2 separate regions of the Hordeum vulgare genome follow, and region 2 is linked to region 1. The links are chromatin contacts, called in public Hi-C maps. All regions are on one chromosome and are shown on one strand. The core of a region is the stretch at or near the end of the contact, and the rest is flanking DNA. Distances in the headings are between cores, read along the strand shown.

What was found. Hi-C and Micro-C count contacts between places; a contact is called where the count stands out from the background.
Region 2: a Hi-C map of leaf shows a contact between it and region 1, with 3 times the contacts expected there. The contact joins the promoter of LOC123403065 here to the enhancer-like site in region 1. A contact is called at or near these places in 2 of 6 Hi-C or Micro-C datasets (leaf and seedling).

What each region holds. Positions count from the first base shown.
Region 1 is chr6H:333,759,152-333,761,939 of MorexV3_pseudomolecules_assembly, reverse strand. It overlaps LOC123402112 (actin-related protein 3), which reads right to left. Exons shown (of 10, transcript XM_045095993.1): 10 at 1,852-2,397. The coding sequence ends at 2,317. Among protein-coding and RNA genes, the nearest start is that of LOC123402112, 13 kb to the right of the region's middle. Within about 2 kb of position 1,314, at least 2 of the 3 cell types and tissues checked have open chromatin away from gene starts, as enhancers often do. A contact at or near this core is called in leaf, where this site is marked.
Region 2 is chr6H:334,301,249-334,303,948 of MorexV3_pseudomolecules_assembly, reverse strand. It overlaps LOC123403065 (ribosomal RNA small subunit methyltransferase nep-1-like), which reads left to right and starts at 1,367. Exons shown (of 7, transcript XM_045097037.1): 1 at 1,367-1,702; 2 at 2,029-2,121; 3 at 2,423-2,567. The coding sequence starts at 1,433.

The DNA.
Region 1 (2,788 bases), core at 65-2,564:
GCATCAAGTGATCATCCCTTTTGACACCAAACAAGTCGTTGCAGACATAAACTATAGATACAGAGGAGGGAATGAAGTGATCATCGGTGAAATCATAGCTTCTAGCTTATTTCAGTGTAGCGTTATCTTTTAAAGTCACAATGTAAAAAAAATTAACACAGTACAGACGCAAGCGTTCATATACACGCGCATATACTCATCCCTATGAACGCACACACGCACAACCTACCCCTATGAGCACTTCCGAAAGACTGATCCGGCATATTATCTTGAGATTTACGAAGTCACTGTAGACGTCTCGTCGTCGACGGAAACGTCTTCTCGAACTAAAAACATATCATCGGAAATCCTAAAATAAATTTAGAAATAATGCAAACTTAGAAGCTCATAAGTTAGCCAAACATTCTTTGTCGTTAGGCCTGTGACGTCACATGTGGTTTGGCCACCCGCATGACCTAATATGTATCCCACAATCTGTAAATTTTGATGAATAAAGCTTGATTAATCCTGAAAAAATGGCTAAACCGTTCGTGCGGGCCACATGGTAGTGGGAATAATCTCGAGCTTTTTTTTTTCGTTCGGTCACATGACTGGTTGTCACTCTGGCCGTTTGGCTACCCTAACCCGCTACCCGAATTCGAACTGAACCGAATTACCCAAATTGTCGAGTAATACGAGTATCGGGTTAGGGTTCGGTTCTCAATTCCTGGTTATTCGGTTTTCGGGTTAGGGTTCGGGTTCTAGTCTAGAAAACCCGAAATACCCATACTACCCGAATTATTCATAATATCCAAATTATTCATGTTATTATTACACTTACATGTTACCCATACAAACTAAAATACTCATACTATCCAAAATATCCACACTATCCGAATTAATCATACCAAAAGTTGATGTGTGCTACGAATATTTAGGGTTTTTTGGATACCCGAATTACCCAAACCGAAATTTTGGATAATTTAGGTTCGGTTATTTTTTGACAGAAAAAAATTTGGTTTCCATTTCTAAATACCCAAATAACTCATAAACCGAACTAACCGAACAGAAATAATCAAAATACTGAACGACTAGGCTGAACTGGTTTGGGTCCGGGAAGACACAAACCCTTCGGTCCTTATCATGGTGCTAAAATGTTTACACCCATTACAACGCAACCCCTTCGGTCCTTATCATGGTGCTAGAATGTTTACACCTATTACAACGCACCGATAATTATCACCAAACAACCAGCCAGGGCTTCCGGGCGGCAACCGATTCGGTGCATTGCCTTGCCGTCTTGGTGCCAGCTAACTGATCACGGACCTCTAACTGCATCCGCACTGGTCGAATCTATCTAACTAAACGGTGGAAATGCATATCTAGGTGACTGCACGCATCTAAGGGGGTGTCTCTTTTCAAAGACTTTTTGATGTAGGAACTAAAAAAACAGGAAGAATTTTTAAGGACTAAAAATAGGTATTTGGGACTAAAGGAAGAAGTCCTTATGGAAGGAACTTTTTAGGAAGAAGTCTCTATGAAAGTGACTTTTTGGGACTTTTTTGACACTTCTTTCAACAATGACTCTACTTTTAGCATGTCATTTAATAACTTTTAGTACATTACTAGGGATGACATGGTCTTTTTACATGTCATTTAATAACCTGTAGTCCATGTTTAGTCCTTGAAAAAAAAAATAGGGACTAGAAACTTTTTAGTTGGGATTAAAAACAAGTCCTAGAACTTTTTAAAAAAACAGGGCCTAATTAAGATCGATCGACGGGTGCACGCGCAGACTCTCTATGTTGTCTGGGAGAAACATCATGATTACCATATTTCATGGAGTATTAGATAAATAATAAATGCATCATGTTTACGATGTCAACTGAAATCTTCCACTATCTAGAAAACCGGTGGCAACAACTTCACGGGAAAATACGAGCCACACCAGCCCACCCACAAAAAGCTGTTCAGTTTCCGGCGATACTCCACTCCACTCGTACTAAAGATTATACAACAGCTAGCACCTTTTCTAAAGAAAAATACAACAGCTAGCATGTGCCGCTAAGGCACCGCCAGCGCCATCCGGTCACGAATCCTCCTGTTTGCTACACTACCAGCACCATTCTACATCTACAGATGTATAGTATACAAAAGATATATTGACGAAATGTTGTTTATCTCTATATGCACGCTGGTTGTGTACAAACAAACGGTATAGAGAGCCTGCCTCCGGTGTCAGTTTTACCATGCTGCCAGCCTGCTACTGCTAGCTAGGCTCATCAGGCTGATTGCATGGATATGCTATCTGTGACGCTAGTCTTTCATGCGCAAATCTCAGTACATCCCTTTGAAAACGGGATTCGATCGGCAGATGCTTGCACCGTACTCTTCATACTCTGCTTTTGTGTGGCAAGCCTGTTGGACAAAAAAAATAATGACGGTTAGCTTAGATCAGATACTGACAATGCAAGTTAAAACAAATCACAGTAAAGATGCTTCAGTATAATCCACTTTCAAAACTACATGCTCCAACATACCGGCGTTAGTGGAGATTAAAATTTGCCCGTTTTTAATTGCAAGGGTAGTATAATCTACTCCCTCCGTCTCAGTTTACAGGGCATGCGCGTAGTTCTAAGTTATTGATTTGACTAATTAAATATACATTATATGTCACAAAAATTATGTCATTAGATTCTTAAGTGGATGTAGTTTCTAAACATATATTTTTCATCACATATGATACATATTTAATTAGTTAAATTGTCAATCTAGAACTAAAACTGAGACGGATGGAGTACTGTACTTA
Region 2 (2,700 bases), core at 118-2,617, 540 kb before region 1:
CTCGGTCAGTGTGCGAGCGAACAGTCCGGTCATGAAAATGCGATTCAGATGGGCTTTTCAAACAGGCATGAGACACTCGGCTGGCCGACACCCCTCCCCGACCGCCGCGACGAAGCCTGCGTCCGCCTCGCCCATCGGCATCCCGTCCTCGACTTCGTCGTGCAAGCCGAAGAACATCACCTGATCGAACCGACGCCGTCGATAGAGAGAGGGAAGCGACTGTGGCGTCATAAGAATCAATAGAGGACATGAAGGAGCAGTTGTCCCCCAGCCACGCGCGGAACCCCGCACCCCATTCTTTCATCCACCGACAAGGATTGTGCCACTGGACCAGGATGAGACAAAGAAGAAGAAGGAAATCAACCGTCGTAGGGAGTACGAGGCGACGCCGACGACTGCGACTGTGATAGTAGAGGAGCATGTAACAAGGATGCAGATGGAGCATGCATCACAAATGTATGAGCTACATACGGGGCATGACGCAAGGATTCCCTAAGAGCAGGAGACAAGGATGACCTGGGAGCAGGAGGCATGGATGTCGTCCCGCAAATGATCCAGCCAGCCAGTGAGCTATCCATCACGCTCGGACATTGCTTCTTAGTTTTTGCATGTCCAAATTATTAAATTATGATTTATTTTGCTTTCTTTCGAACCGTTGAATTCAGACAATTCATGTTGTATAATCGATGCACATGCATTTCATGAATTTGAGATTCTGTATTTGAGATGTATAGATGTACAACAACCATATAAAAGATCCTTTAACATTGTTCATGAACACATTCATATAAAAAGTCAAATTTGCCAAATCCGGCTGTACATGCTCCAACCTAGCAGTGGACCATTTGTTCCGAGTGAAAATAAATAAATACACAATCGATGAATTCAGAAATAGGGGCTCATAGTTTGTCGCGCTTGAGACAATCACGTCCTGTCCAATTTTGATACTACAAGAAAAGGTTATCTTACGTACGCATGCAGCCAGACTTAGCGCTATGCCCGACCGTCACACCCGCCGACTGCTCCGCACCTGCCCGGCCGGCCGGCCGACGCACCATGATCCCAACACCATTGCCAAGCTCCAGGGCGGCGGCACACCGTGCTGTGAGATGCCGCAGCCGCCCCCACCTCCCCTCCGGCGAGCGTCGGCACCGTCCGTTCCAGTGTCATATGGTCAGCCCTTCGGATTTGGGCCGGGCGTGACGAATCCAAACTTTCTCTGTTGGGCTGGTTGTGGTTTATGGGCCTCTCTGTTTGGGTTGGTTGTGGCTGATGGGCTTCTGTTTGTTGTTGTGCGATTGCTTTGCTCAGTCCCTTTTGAGCCCACATAATAAGAGGAACCCCCACCCACTCGAAAAAAAAGAAGAAGAAAAACCCTAGACTCAAAGCCCCGCAGGCCGCAGCCCGAGCCGTCGCGAAGCGTGAAGAAGACATGGGGCGGCCGTACGCAGTCAAGGGGAAGAAGAAGCGGAAGCTGGAAGGCGGCGAAGCCTCGCGCGCCCCTCCGGTCGACGCCGAGGAGGTGGAGCTAGAGGGCAAGGAAAATGAGGAGGTGACGGAGGGGGAGGCGGCGCCAGAGGCCTTTGCCGAGGAGGTGGGGGATGGGATCCCCATCGTGCCCCGCCCGCTGGACAGTAAGCGGCGGCCGGGCGCTATCTTCGTACTTGAGAGGGCCTGCCTCGAGGTCGGCAAAGTCGGCAAGGTATGCTTCTTCTATGGACTATGGACCAATAAATCAGTGATTTATTTCTGACTGTGACCGATTGTTTCTCCTTTGGCGGTCGAATTCAGCTTTAGATAAATTTCTTCGAATAGCTGGTTTATTCATGTGCTACTTTAGGTAGCAATGGTCGAAAATTAGTGGCTGCTACCTGCTAGGATGCAGTAAAGAGCAAGTGTTAACTAATTATACCAGAGCAGCTATATTCCTTACAAGACATCTGCTGATTAAAGAGACTACACCTCGTCCTAAACAAAAAGCCCCTTATTTTATGTCAGTTTTACTGATTCTTTTAACTGTTTCTATAGGGTATGCAAATCTTGAATTCGGATGATCACGCTAATTATTTAAGGAAGCAGAATCGCAATCCAGCTGATTATAGGCCTGATATCATCCACCAGGTATTCTAAATTTTCGTCATTATTATTTTCTTTCGGGTACTGTAATACTCCCTCCGTCCCAAATTAAGTGACTCATCTTTGTACTAAAGTTAGTACAAAGTTGAGTCACTTATTTTTGGGACAGAGGGAGTATTATCCATCCATAAGTTCCTGTTGTAAGTCAAAGGGAACCAAACTTAATTTGTTTGTCAACGTGAATACTAGCATTTGTTTCCTCTCTTTTGGTTGTTGAACCCTGTTTGGGTATCTGAATAGCTACAATGTATGACAGTTATGAATTTCGCCCCAAAATTTTTTGCAGGCACTACTAGCAATATTTGATAGCCCCCTAACTAAGGCTGGCAGGTTACAAGCTGTTTATGTTAGGACTGAAAAGGGAGTGTTGTTTGAAATCAAGCCTCATGTTCGCATGCCACGGACGTTCAAGCGTTTCTGTGGTTTGATGTGTAAGTTCCAAATAATAGAAGTAGTGCATGTTCTTCACCTTTTAAGTCATTTATTCCCTCTGTACCGAAGTACTTGTAGCTGGGGGAAACTAGTACAAGTTTCCCCAACTATAAGTATTTCGGTACAGTGCTA